Regions from separate parts of the Pan troglodytes genome. Here region 2 is linked to region 1. Evidence: chromatin contacts called from public Hi-C data. All regions are on one chromosome and are shown on one strand. The core of a region is the stretch at or near the end of the contact, and the rest is flanking DNA. Distances in the headings are between cores, read along the strand shown.

Region 1 (7,182 bases), core at 1,958-4,457:
CTGACGGAAACTTACCTGGAACCCCAGTGTGTTCAACATGTAAACAACACCTCAACTCACACCTGTCCAACCCTCCCCGCCCGGTACAGGATCCCCATCCAGGGCTGTAGGCAGACCCGGGGGGTGGGAGAGTTGGTGGACAGTGGTGAGAGGGCTGTGTATACCTCTAGTGGTCTATCTACATCCATTGACCCTGCGACCCTAGGAACCCGCACAAAACCTTTTTGCACACAGAGTTGAATCGGGAGGGCAGGGTTTTCCCCGTGAATCATAGTGACTCTTGGTCATGGCCCAGCCCACTTCCTTCCCTGCCACCAACTTACTCATTTGTAAAGCAAGGAGCCACAGCCCTGAGAATCTAGGGTGTACCAGGGCTCGTGGGAAGAGGAGGTGGCAGAGGGAAGCAGTGTGCCCTGGTGGGCAGAACTTGGGTGGAGAGAGCCTGGGAGCCGGGGATGGGTGTGGGGGGCGTCTTAGTTCCCGTCAAGGACACTGGTCTCAAGCTAATTAGGCCAAACATAAACACGGTGCCTGAAATTCCACCATCAGCGAGACCTCCTTTGGGTTAAGCATCACTCTCTCCCCTGTGCCCTTTGTAGAGGGCAGACACCTCTGCCTGGACACACAGACCCCACTTGAATGGGCATGGGTTGCATCTTGGTTCACCTTCCTTTCAGGCTGGGATGAGCAGAAGACAAATTTTCAGTGTTAGAAACTTTGGTTTTGTTCTCAGCTTGTCCACTGATACCCTGTGTGACCTCACCTTTTTTTTTTTTTTTTGAGACAGAGTCTCGCTCTGTCGCCCAGGCTGGAGTGTGGTGGCACAATCACAGCTCACCGCAGCCTTGACCTGTTGGGGTTAAGCAGTCCTTCCACCCCAGTCTCCCAGGTAGCTGGGACCACAGGCACACACCACCACGCCTGGCTAATTTTTAAATATTTTTGGCCCAGTGCGGTAATTCACGCCAGTAATCCCAGCACTTTGAGAGGCCGAGGTGGGTGGATCACTTGAGGTCAGGAGTTCAAGACCAGCGTGGCCAACATGGTAAAACCCCCGTCTCTACTAAAAATACAAAAATAAGCCAGAAATCGCTTGAACCCAGGAGGCAAAGGTTGCAGTGAGCTGAGATCGTGCCACCGCACTCCAGCCTGGGTGACAGGGAGAGGCTCCATCTCAAAATAAATAAATAAATAAATAAATGAAAGTAAATAAATAAATATTTTTGTGTGTGCAGACTGGGTCTCGCTATGTTACCCAGGCTCATCTTGGACTTCTGAGCTCAAGCGGTCCTTCTGCCTTTGCCTCCTAAAGTCCTGGGATTAAAGGCATAAGCCGCTTTGCCTGGTCAGCTTCACTTACTTAACCTCAGTTTCCTCATCTGTAAAATGGGGATAATCACAGTACTAGGTTGGTGCAAAAGTAATTGCGGCTTTTGCCATTACTTTTTTTTTTTTTTTTGAGACGGAGTCTTGCTCTGTCCCACAGGCTGGAGGGCAGTGGCACAATATCGGCTCACTGCAACCTCTGCCTCCCTGGTTCAAGTGATTCTTCTGCCTCAGGCTCCTGAGTAGCTAGGATTACAGGCGCCTGCCACCACACCCAGCTAATTTTTTGTATTTTTAGTAGAGATGGGTTTCACCATGTTGGCCAGGCTGATCTCAAACTCCTGACCTTGTGATTTGCCCGCCTCGGCCTCCCAAAGTGCTGAGATTACAGGAGTGAGCCATTGCGCCCAGCCAATTTGCCATTACTTTTTTTTTTGAGACAAGAGTTTCACTCTTGTTGCCCAGGCTGGAGTGCAATGGTGCGATCTTAGCTCACCGCAACCTCTGCCTCCTGGGTTCAAGCGATTTTCTTGCATCAGCCTCCCGAGTAGCTGGGATTACAGGCATGCACCACCATGCCCAGCTAATTTTTAGTAGAGATAGGATTTCTCCATCTTGGTCAGGCTGGTCTCGAACTCCTGACCTCAGGTGATCTGCCCGCCTTGGCCTCCCAAAGTGCTGGGATTACAGGAGTGAGCCACTGCGCCTGGCTTTGCCATTACTTTCAATGGCAAAACTTCACTCAGAACCGTTGTGAGGATATCAGTGAATAAATGTAAAGCCCTTAGCATAGTGCATGGCGTATAATAAGTGCTCGGTAATGTTTATTATTAATTATTATTATTACATTGAGTTCCAGGTCATCTCCCCTACTAGACCTCAAGCTCCCTGAGAGTAGGAGCTGGGCTGGTTTATCTTCACCTCTCTCATGCCAGTCAAGTTCATGTAACAGAGTTTGGTGATAGTAGTTGCTCAATAAACGTTTGTCAATGAATGAATGGGGACTGCTAAGTTGGGAAAGGGAAGGATGTGTATAATGAGCATCCACACTCCTTGGGCCTCTGCCTTGTGCTGGTCAGTGCTGGGAGCCCCTCAGTGATGGAGATAGCAATTGTGCTTATGGGGCTCATAGTTCAGCGGGACAGACCCATCCCCAGGCAGTGATGGCCCAGACTGGGCGGGGCTGGGGTGGGTGAGCTCACAAGAGGGATCTGACCCAGCTTGGAGGTCAAGGAGGGCTTCCTGGAGGAGGAGGTGTATGAGTTGAGACTTGGAGGGTGAATGGGGTGGGCAGGAAGAGTGGAGCTGTGTGCCTGGGGGTGTGCAAGGGCCTGGAAGTGAGATGGTACACAGTGTGTGGGGAAACAGAAAGAAGTTAAATCTGGTGGACTGTAGACCAGGGGTGAAGGTGAGAGGGCGGTGGGTGCTGAGAGATGAGACTGAGCGTCCCCTGGACTTTGCAGGCGTTGGAGGCAGTGGTGAGGAGCTTGGACTCTAAGGCACTGGGGAGCCATGGATGGTTTTGAGCAGGAAGGGGCTAGGTTGAGTTTGGGCTTTAGAAAGATCCCTTGGGCTGCTGTGTGGTAGGAGAATGGGAGTAGGGAGGAGTCCAGGCGGGAGGCTGGGGCAGGGAGGGGAGAGAAGCTGCCTGGCCCAGGGCTGGGCTGCAGGTACTGGAGAAGGCCAAGTTCAAGAGGCCTGGAGGGCAGGGCCTGGTGCCTGCCGTGAGAGTGGGGAGGGAGGTGTCCAGGTTTGGGGTTGGAGCTGGATAGACTCTCTGGATTCCCAGAGGGGTAAAGAAAGGGGCAGAGACAGGGTGGGCGCATGGGGGGCTCAAGGTTGCTGCAGCGCTTGTGCATGATCTGTGTGGTGCTCTGCTGCCCCCTGCTGGCTCAGGGCTGACCCTCTCTTGCAGCAAGTCTGGCAATAGTGACGACCCAATAAGCACAAACCCCAAACAGTGAAAGAAGGTGACATTTCTGGAGTGACAATGAATCAGGTGCTACAAGATGCACTTATGTTCACTGTCCCCACTCACACACCCCGACCCCGGTCTCCAGCTATCCCCTCCTGCCGACTCAGTACTGACCTCTCAAACCCGCCTGCTTTCTCTCCCCACTCCCTCGCTCCCTCTTTTCCTCCCCGCTTTCTTTCTCTCTCTTTCTTTTTTTTCTCTTTCTTTTCTTTCTCCACCTCTTCCCCCCCCCCACACTCCTCCTCCCTCCCCCACCCCATTTCTCTCTTTCTTTTAAAAAATATTTTGCGAATCTGGCAGCCCCTGAACCAGAATAGGTTCGGAAAGGCTCCACCCTTTCTTCTTTTTTAAACGGTTTTGCGGTGTAATTCACATACCACACAATTCATCCATGTAAAGTATACAATGCGGGCTGAGTGCCATGGCTCATACCTGTAATCCCAGCACTTTGGGAGGCCAAGGCAGGCAGATCACTTGAGGTCAGGAGTTCGAGACCAGCCTGGACAATACGGTGAAACCCCGTCTCTACCAAATACAAAAATTAGCCGGGCGTGGTGGTGCACGCCTGTAATCCTAGCTACTCAGGAGTCTGAGGAAGGAGGATCACTTGAGCCCAGGAGGTTGAGGCTGCAATGAGCCCAGATCGCAACCACTGCACTCCAGTCTGGGTGAGAGAGCAAGACCCCGTCTCTTAAAATGAAAACAAAACCAAAATAAAGTGTACAATTCAATAGCTTTTAGTATATTCACAGAGTTGTGCAGCCATCGTTACAACCAATTTGAGAACATGGCTGGATGCCGTGGCTCATGACTGTAATCCCAGCATTTTGGGTGGCTGAGGTGGGCGGATTGCCTGAGCTCAGGAGTTCGAGACCAGCCTGGCCAACATGGTGAAACCCTGTCTCTACTAAAAATACAAAAATTAGCCAGGTGTGGTGGCATACACCTGTGATGTCAGCTACTCGGGAGGCTGAGACAGGAGAATCGCTTGATCCCGGGAGGCGGAGGTTGCAGTGAGCCGAGATCATGCCAGCCTGGGCGAAAGAGCAAGACTCCATCTCAAAAAACAAAACAAAACAAAAGAAAACAAACAAACAAAACATTGAGAACATCCTATCACCCCTAAGAGAAAGCTTGTATCCATGAGCAGTCACTTCCCCATTCCGCCCTTCCTCCCAACCCAACAACTACTACATCCACTTTCTGTCTTGATGAATTGCCTGGGCATTTCATAACAATGGGACCCTACCATATGGAGTCCTTTACGTCTGGCTTCTTTCACTTAGCACAGCGTTTTCAGGGTCATCCTTGCTGCAGTATGTGTCAGGGCTTCATTTCATGGCTGAATAATGTTCCACTGGATAATACAGCCATGCGTCACTTCATGATGAGGATATGTTCTGAGAAATGAGTCTTTAGGCGATTTCACTGTTGTGTGAACATCACAGAATGTGTTTACACAAACCTAGATGGTAGAGCCCGCTACACATCTAGGGTATAGGTACAGGCTATTGCTCCTAGGCGACAAACTTGCATAGCCTGTGGCTGCACTGAAAACTGTAGGCAATTGTAGCACAATGATAAATATTCGTGTACCTAAACATAGAAAAGATACAGTAAAAATACCATGCCGGGCGCGGTGGCTCACGCTTGTAATCCCAGCACTTTGGGAGGCCGAGTTGGGCGGATCACGAGGTCAGGCGATCGAGACCATCCTGGCTAATACAGTGAAACCCCATCTCTACTAAAAATACAAAAAATTAGCCAGGCGTGGTGGTGGGCGCCTGTAGTCCCAGCTACTCTGGAGGCTGAGGAAGGAGAATGGCTTGAACCCAGGAGGTGGAGGTTGCAGTGAGCCAAGATTGCGCCATTGCACTCCAGTCTGGGCAGCAGAGTAAGACTGTCTCAAAAACAAAAACAAAACAAAACAAATAAACAAAAAAACTCATTCGTCTGTTCATGGGCATTTGGGTTATTTCTACCTTTTGGCTATTGTGAATAATGCTGCTGTGAACAGTCACACAGAAGTGTTTGTGTGGCCATGTCTTGATTTCTTTTGCAAACCTGGCCCTGTCGCAGTGTGTACAACACCCTTGCTCCCCACCCTCCCATTGCTCGAAGCAGTCACCCAAGAGTTGACCCTCTCCAGCACCTCTTAAGCATGCCCGTTCCAGTAGGTTCTTAGCACCTGCTCCATTCCTTCACAGCATCGTCATCCCTGACATTATGTTCCATGTGCTTTGTTTTTCTGTGGCCTGTCTCCCACTAGAAGGTCAGCTCTCCAAAAGCAGCCATCGCTGTCTCATTCATGGCTGTCTCCCCAGAACCTAGAATAGGGCTGTCCACAACAGATGCTCAATAAATCTTCATTGAATTGATGAACAAACCAATTATTGGCACACTCTTCTCTCCAATCCCCTGTATCCAAACCAGAAACAAATTCTGTCAATGTTTTGTTCTAGAGTGTTGCTCTGTTGCCTAGGCTGGAGTGTAGTGGCATGACCTCGGCTGAATGCAACCTCTGCCTCCCGGATTCAAGCGATTCTCCTGTCTCAACCTACCACCACTCCCGGCTAATTTTTGTATTTTTAGTAGAGACTGTATTTCAGCATGTTGGCCAGGCTGGCCTTGAACTCCTACCTCAAGTAATCCGTCTGCCTTGGTCTCCCAAAGTTCTGGGATTATAGGCGTCTGCCACCATGGATTTCAGTCCTCCTGTCTGCAGAGCCAGGAGTTTGAGACCAGCCTGGCCAGCATGGTGAAACTCGTCTCTACTGAAAATACAAAAAAAAAAAAAAAAAAAAAAGTAGCCGGGTGAGGTGGTGTGCACCTGTAGTTCAGCTACTTGGTAGGCTGAGGCAGGAGAATTGCTTGAGCCTGGGAGGCGCAGGTTGTAGTGAGCTGAGATCGCGCCACTGCACTCCAGCCTCGGCGACAGAGCAAGACTCAAAAAAGAAAAGTCTCAAAAAAGAAAAAAAAAAAGAGAGAGAGAGAGAAAAGATGGAATTCCCTCACACTCCTAGCCCTGAGCCCTGGCTACCTGGCTGGCCTGGTTGACCCTCTTAGCAAGGCGGTCAAAGGCCCAGGCATTCGGTGTCTGGAGCGGTCTGAGGATGGAGAAGTCTCCCAGAGAGTATTTGCATACTGAGTCAGCATGAGACGCAACTTCTCCTTCTGTGATTTCTTCCTCATCCTCTAGATTAGTTTCCCGTTTCCTGTAAAAAATTGCCACAAATTTAGTGGCTTAAAACAACACAAGTTTGTTATCTTATAGTTCTGGAGGTCAAGAATCCAAAATGGGTCTCACTGCACTAAAGCCAAGGTTTCAGCGGGACTGTGTTGCTTTCTGGAGGTTGTAGGAAGAAAATCCATTTTCTTGCCTTTCCTCAATTCTGATTTTTTTTTTTTTTTTTAAAGACAGAGTCTCGCTCTGTCACCCAGGCTGGAGTGCAATGGTGCAACCTTGGCTCACTGCAACCTCCGCCTCCTGGGTTCAAGCGATTCTCCTGCCTCTGCCTCTCCAGTAGCTGGGATTACAGGCACCCGCCACCACGCCTGGCTAATTTTTCTATGTTTGGTAGAGATGGGGTTTCCCCATCTTGGCCAGGCTGATTCTTGAACTCCTGACCTCAGGTGATCCCCCTGTCTCGGCCTCCCAAAGTGCTGGGATTCCAGGCATGAGCCACCACCCTCGGTTCTGTTTTTTTTTTTTTTTTTTTTTTTTTAAGAGACGGGGTCTTGCTATGTTGCCCAGGCTGGTCTCCAACTCCTGGCCTCAAGCGATCCTCCCACCTTGGCCTCCCAAAGTGCTGGGACTGCAGGCGTGAGCCACTGAGCTTGGCCCTCCTCCAGCTTCTAGAAGTTTCTTGCATTCCTTAGCT
Region 2 (7,182 bases), core at 1,954-4,453, 89 kb before region 1:
CCTTGGTGAGCTGGTACATGTGTCCACAGTACTTTCCCCCGGGGAAGAGTGCGTGCAGCTCTGCGTGCATGTGGCTGAAGATGATGGCCAGCTTGGCCAGCTGTCGCCTGTGGGGATGGGCAAGGACTCTGGCTATCCTTGGGGCTCCCACTGACACCCTCTTCCTCCCCTCATGGGGAACACCTGCAGGGATAAGGCTCTGGACTCTATCTCAACAGTGTAAGGTAAGAGTCCATTCCTGCTGGGCGTGGTGGCTCACGCCTGTAATCCCAGCACTCTGGGAGGCTGAGGTGGGTGGATCACTTGAAGTCAGGAGTTTGGGACCAGCCTGGCCAACATGGTGAAACCCTGTCTGTACTGAAAATACAAAAATTAGCCTGGCGTGGTGGCGCCCGCCTATAATCCCAGCTACTCAGGAGGCTGAGGCAGGAGAATCGCTGGAGCCCAGGAGGCAGAGGTAGCAGTGAGCTGAGATCATGCCACTGCACTCCAGCCTGGGTGACAGAATAAGACTCCATCTCAAAAAAAAAAAAAAAAAAAAAAAAAATTAAAATCGATATACATGGCTTTTATTAGATTTTGGCCAGAAGCAGTGGCTCATGCCTGTAATCCCAGCACTCTGGGAGGCTGAGGTGGGTGGATCACTTGAGGTCAGGAGTTTGAGAACAGCCTGGCCAACATGGTGAAACCCTGTCTCTAATAAAAACTATAAAAATTATCGCTGCGTGGTGGCGGGTGCCTGTAATCCCAGCTACTTGGGAGGCTGAGGCAGGAGAATTGCTTGAACATGGGAGGCAGAGGCTGCAGTGAGTCAAAATTGCGCCACTGCACTCCAGCCTGGGCAACAGAGTGAGACCATGTCTCAAAAAAAAAAAAAAAAAAAAAATTATGCTGAATTTTGCAGAAATCCAGCTCTCCTATATATTAAGGGAAGACTATTTGATTCTGTATGACAGTGGTTCTACCTACAGGTACGAGTGTCTGACTAGTCAGCTCTGCCTTCCAAGAATAATTGTGCCTTGGCATTTTCATTTAAAACATAGATAATATTTATGAAAAAATTCCTTTGATCACTCTCTTATAATTTGGGCATTATAGTGATTAAAAAACTATAGGTGGGTAGGTTGTTGAACCTCTGCATGTCCTTTCAGGATGAATTAAGGAAACACTTGGCTGGACATGGTGGCTCTCGCCTATAATCTCAGCACTTTGGGAGGCTGAGGTACGAAGATCGCATAAGGCCAGGAGTTTGAGACCGGCCTAGCCAACATAGCAAGACCTCCTCTCTACCAAAAAATAAAAAGATTAGCCTGGCATGGTGGTGCACGCCTGTGGTCCCAGCTACATGGGAGGCTGAGGTGGGAGGATCACTTGAGCCCAGGAGTTGGAGGCTGCAGTGAGTCATGATGGTGCCACTGCCCTCCAGTCTGGGCGACAGGGCCAGACCTTGTGTCCAAAAAAAAAAAAAAAAAAAAAGAGACACTACAAAATATTTAATATAAAGAAGTGGCATGGGTCACTGAACTAGACCTTGTTCTGGGCTCTGAGCCCCAAACCTCATCTGCCCGGTCACTCTGAGATTCCTTCCTCAGTGCAGAACAGCAGAGGGGTGGCCTCCAGGCAGGTCCTGGGTCTGGAGCCAGCTGTTCCTCAGGAACTAAAGACCAAGTGGGTAGTCCAGGCAGAAACCGTGATGGGGGCCTAATGATCAGTTTCTTTGGGTGTGTCCATCTACCTCTCCTCCACCTAGGAGCCCATGGGGTCTCCACATTCTGAGGCCTGATCCTCCCAGCTGGGCCTCCTAAAGAGCTGGGATTACAGGTGTGAGCCACCGTACCCGGCCAGACCAGGCCAAGTTCTGATCATAAATGTGCACACATCTAGAAAACTTTGAATCAGAGAATAATAGTAATAGCTAACTTTTATTTTATCCTCAATGTAGGAAACCCCATGGGGTCCCTGAATTCTGAGATAGTGGGATAGTGGGAACCAGAATTGGGCTGCTGGGTGACCAAGGAAATGGCAAAATCGGGCTGAGGGCATGGGTGCCCAAGGAAGGAGAAAACTGGGTGGCCCATTTTCCAGGTTCCCTTAGGAAGGAGGGGCTGGGGCCTGGACCCCTGGGTCTGAGGGAGGAGGGGCTGGGGCCTGGACCCCTGGGTCTGAGGGAGGAAGGGCTGGGGCCTGGATCCCTGGGTCTGAGGGAGGAGGGGCTGGGGGCTGGATCCCTGGGTCTGAGGGAGGAGGGGCTGGGGGCCTGGACCCCTGAGTCTGAGGGAGGAGGGGATGGGGGCCTGAGTTTCTGGGTCTGAGGGAGGAGGGGCTGGGGCCTGGACCCCTGGGTCTGAGGGAGGAGGGGCTGGGGGCCTGGACCCCTGAGTCTGAGGGAGGAGGGGATGGGGGCCTGAGTTCCTGTGTCTGAGGGAGGAGGGGGTGGGGGCCTGAGTTCTTGGGTCTGAGGGAGGAGGGGCTGGGGCCTGGACCCCTGGGTCTGAGGGAGGAGGGGCTGGGGCCTGGACCCCTGGGTCTGAGGGAGGAGGGGCTGGGGCCTGGACCCCTGGGTCTGAGGGAGGAGAGGCTGGGGGCTGGAGCCCTGAGTCTGAGGGAGGAGGGGATGGGGGCCTGAGTTCCTGGGTCTGAGGGAGGAGGTGGTGGGGGCCTGAGTTCCTGGGTCTGAGGGAGGAGGGGGTGGGGGCCTGAGTTCCTGGGTCTGGGGGAGGAGGGGCTGGGAGCAAGACCTGGGCCTCACCCCAGAGGACTTTGTTCTGGGGCGAAGGCTCACCTGAGTCTGGAGCCCGCCCGGAAGAGCTCGTCGTTGGCACTCCTTTGGCCCCGGGGAGGCAGCAGCGCGGCCACCTGCCTGCTCTTGGCCTCCAGATTGGCTAGGTAGATGAGTAGAAAGTCCCCGGAGCCACCGGGACCCCCGGGGCCGCCTCCGCCGGCCGCCCGCCGAGAATGGGCCACCTCTCGAAGCAGCTGCGCTGTGCGGGGCAGCAGGTCCCGCAGCGAAGGGGGACTCACGGACAGCCGGGGGTCGACGCATTGCTCTTCTAGGCGCTGCAGCATCCTGACTGCCCGGCCCAGGGCGCGGGCCTCTTCCCGCTGTCGCCCCCACGGGGCCACCGCCAGAGCCATGGGAGCCTCGCGTGTGCCGGGAAGGACCGGTGCGGCTGAGTTAGGCGCGGCCTCGCCCAGAGTGAAAGGAGAGGGCGGGTCCTAGAGAACCGGGGAGGGGCCTGCAGGTACCAGTGTCTCCAAAGGGGGCGGGGGCTGGAGGACCTGGCACGTGGGTCTTCAAGAGGTGGGATTTGGAGGCCGGGAGCGGTGGCTCATGCTTGTAATCCCAGCACTTTGGGTGGCCGAGGTGGAAGGATCACCTGAGCCCAGGAGTTCAAAACCAGCCTGGGCAACATAGTGAGGCCCTATCTCTAAAAAATTTTTAAAAATAAAATAAAATGTGGCTGGGCGCGATGACTCACAACTGTAATCCCAGCACTTTAGGAGGCCGAGGCAGGCGGATCACCTGAGGTCAGGAGTTCGAGACCAGCCTGGCCAACATGGTGAAACCGTGTCTCTACTAAAAATACAAAAAAGAAAAAAAAATTAGCTGGTGCGATTTGAGTTTGATTCTCAAAAAGGAGCAGGGTAGGGTGGCTTTGGTGGGTAGCGGTAGGAGGGGGCTTCTCAGTGTGTGGGTGGGAAGTGCAGGTAGGATATCTGGGTCCCTTCAGAGAGGGGCAAGGGGCTAGGGGAGGCCTGGGACTTTTCTTTTTTGAGACAGGGTCTTGCTTTTTCACCCAGGCTGGAGTGCAGTGGTGAGATCTTAGCTCACTGCAACCTCTGTCTCCCAGGCTCAAGTGATCCTCCCACCTCACCCTCCTGAGTAGCTGGGGTCACAGGCGCGCATCAGCAGTCCTGGCTATTTTATTTTATTTTTTGTATTTTTAGTAGAGACGGGGTCTCACCATGTTGCCCAGGCTGGTCTTGAACTTCTGAGCTCAAGCGATGCATCCGCCTCGGCCTCCTAAAGTGCTGGGATTACAGGCGTGAGCCATTTTGCCCTGCCACGGGACTCTTCTTGGAGAGGGGAGGGGAAGGGCTGGGAGCTACCGAGAGGTGGGACTTGGACACAGCACCTTGTCGAAGGTATGGGTCTTCGGTCGTGGCATGGGATTAAAGGTCAGATAACTGAGATTTCAAGGAGGAACCGGTCAGGGAGGCATTGCTCTCTCTCTGTCTCCGAGGAAGGAGGCACAGAGCCACCAGGCCCTTGGGTTCCCTAGAAGCAAGGGTTCGAAAGTGGGTGTATGAGGGGGCAGGAATTTGGCAACAAGATTTCTGGGTCCCCCTAATGGTGTGGCATGGGAGAAATCAGGCCAGAGTTAACATACTCCTGAGTCCCGAAGAAGCCAGGCGGGAGGATGGGGTTCAAGACTGTGGGGGCGGGGAGCAACTCATTTGTGTAGGGGTGGCCGGGCGTGGCTTTCACCCAACCTGTAGAACCTGTAACATCAGCCTGGTGGCTCAGTTGCTCGCTGGGCAGCCATCGGGGCGCTGTGGGCCTTGCCCCTAAGCAAGGCATTCTGGCCGCGCCCCGTCCTAGGCCAAGCCAAGTTCTTTTTTTTTTTTTTTTTTTCCTGTGATACAGGGTCTTGCTTGGTCTTGCTCTGTTGCTTAGGCTGGAGTGCAGTGGCCTGATCATAGCTCACTGCAGCCTGGATCTCCTGGGCTCAATCAATCCTGCCTGCTCGGCCTCCTAAAGAGGTGGGATTACAGGCGTGAGCCACCATGCCTGGTCAGACCAGGCCAAGTTCTGATCGCAAATGTGCACATATCTAGAGAACTTTGAATCAGAGAATAATAGTAATAACTAACTTTTATTTTATTTTATTTTATTTTTGAGACAGGGTCTTGCTCTGTCTCCTAGGCTGGAGTGCAGTGGTTGTTGGATCACCCCTCACTGCAGCCTTGACCTCCGGGGCTCAAGTGGTCCTCCTGTCTCAGCCTCCCTAGTAACTAGGACTACAGGCATGCACTGCCACGTTGGCTTTTTTTTTTTTTTTTTTAGTTTTTAGTAGAGATGATGTCTCACTGTGTTACACAGGCTGGTCTTGAACTTCTGAGCTCAGGCAATCCTCCAGCCTGGGCCTCCCACAATGCTGGGATTACAGGCATGAGCCACTACACCCGGCCATAGCTAGCATTTATTGAATGCTTGCTGTCTATCAGGCCCTGTGTGTAATGCTTTGCAAACATTTGCACACTGAATTCTCAAAAGTCCTTTGAGGTCGGCGGGTAGGGGGCATAGGATGAGAGCCGAACCTCCCAATGCACCCTGAGCCCCTCCTTAGCCCCACCCCCATCTCGTAGGAATTGAAAATCTTAAAATTTTTCTTTAAATTAAAAAACAACCAAAAAGAAAATAAATAAAAAAATAAAAATAAATAAATAGATTGGGCCAGGTGTGGTGGCTCATGCCTGTAGCCTGTAATCCCAGCACTTTAGGAGGCCAAGGCGGGTGGATCACTTGAGTTCAGGAGTTTGAGACCAGCCTGGCCAACATGGTGAAACCCTATCTCTGCTAAAAATACAAAAATTAGGCTGGGCACAGTTGCTCATGCCTGTAATCCCAGCACTTTTGGAGGCCGAGGTGGGTGGATCACTTGAGGTTAGAAGTTCGAGACTAGCCTGGCCAACATGGCAAAACCCCCTCTCTCAAAATACAAAAATTAGCTGGGCATGGTGTTGCGTGCCTGCAGTCCCAGCTACTCAGGAGGCTGAGGCAGGAGAATCGCTTGAATCCAGGAGGCAGAGGTTGCAGTGAGCCAACACTGCAGCACTGCACTCCAGCCTGGGTGACAGAGTGAGACTCCGTCTCAAAAATAAATAAATAAAAATAAATAAATAAATAATTAAAATAATACAAAAGTTAGCTGGGCATAGTGGTGTGCCTGTAATCCCAGTTACTTGTGAGGCAGAAGTAGGAGAATCGCTTGAACCCGGCGGGGGGAAGAGGTTGCAGTGAGCTGAGATCATGCTGCTGCACTACAGCCTGGGCGACAGAGCGAGACTGTCTCAGAAAACAAAACAAAACAAAAAACAAAACAGGATGAAAACCCATTAGCCTGAAAAAGTTCAAAGTGTTGACTGGCAAGTATTGGCAAGGAGCTGCTCTGAGTGCAAATGGACAAACTACATTGCAGAGCAATTTAGCAGCATCCACGAGACCTTTGGACAAATGGACAGGTCATTTGTCCAGCTACCTCTTTCAGAGCTGTGGCTTGTAAACACTTTTGCTGGACATTAATACAGCTATAGACACCTGAAGCAAAAGTTTCACAGAAGAGCTCTCACTCCGACTATGAGCATGCACTCTAATAGCTTCTATTTCATTCCATTTCATTAAAGGAACAATTGTTTATAACCCACTAAATTGATTTCACAACCCACTAATGGATCTTGTTGGGCCGTTTGAAAAATACTGCCCTAAGAAACTCCAAGAGACATGTTCAGGGATGTTAATTGCATTCTTGTCGGAAGTGGAGGAAAGTGGCAACGAGGTGGGTGTTCACCACCAGCAGCCTGACATAAATTGTGGTGTACTCTCACAATAAACTCTTGCGCAGCAATTAAGGTGAATGAACTGGACACAAATACCAACAGTGTGTGTCATAAACACATAATAATGAGTGGCCTGGGTTGAATCATTCCCCTCCCCACCAAGTTCATGTTCACTGGAATTTATGAATGTGACCCTATATGGAAATAAGGTCTTTGCAAATGTAATCAGATCAGGATAAGTATCTATTGGATTAGGGTGGGTCCTAGATCTGACTGATATCCTTATGAAAAGGAAATTTGGATACAGTTACAGGTGCACACACACACACACACACACAACATATGACGATGGCGGCAGAGAGATTGGAGTGATGCATCTATAAGCCAAACAACACCAAAGATTACCAGTGAACACCACAAGCTGGAAGAGGGGTGGTGCTCACGCCTGTAATCCTGTCACTTTGGGAGGCTGATGTGGGAGGATCGGTTGAAGCCAGGAGTTTGAGACCAACCTGGCAACACAGCAAGGCCCTGTCTCTACAAACAAAAACAAAAACAAAACAAAGCAAAACCAAAAAACCAAAAATGGTTGGGTGCAGTGGCTCACGCGTGTAATCCCAG

What was found. A called contact is a pair of places that touch in the nucleus more often than the background predicts.
Region 2: a Hi-C map of induced pluripotent stem cells shows a contact between it and region 1, with 3 times the contacts expected there. The contact joins the promoter of CBLC here to the enhancer-like site in region 1. A contact is called at or near these places in 3 of 7 Hi-C or Micro-C datasets (induced pluripotent stem cells and stem cell-derived neural progenitor cells) and 1 of 1 other capture datasets (stem cell-derived neural stem cells).

Annotation. Positions count from the first base shown.
Region 1 is chr20:47,641,331-47,648,512 of NHGRI_mPanTro3-v2.0_pri, reverse strand. The region is part of intron 2 of LOC129138138 (a long non-coding RNA gene); the gene reads left to right. Among named protein-coding and RNA genes, the nearest start is that of CEACAM16, 14 kb to the left of the region's middle. Within about 2 kb of position 3,207, at least 1 of the 24 cell types and tissues checked has an H3K27ac peak or open chromatin away from gene starts, as enhancers often do. A contact at or near this core is called in induced pluripotent stem cells, where this site is marked.
Region 2 is chr20:47,730,701-47,737,882 of NHGRI_mPanTro3-v2.0_pri, reverse strand. CBLC (Cbl proto-oncogene C) reads right to left here and starts at 3,203. Exons shown (of 10, transcript XM_016936170.4): 1 at 2,783-3,203; 2 at 1-107. The coding sequence starts at 3,135.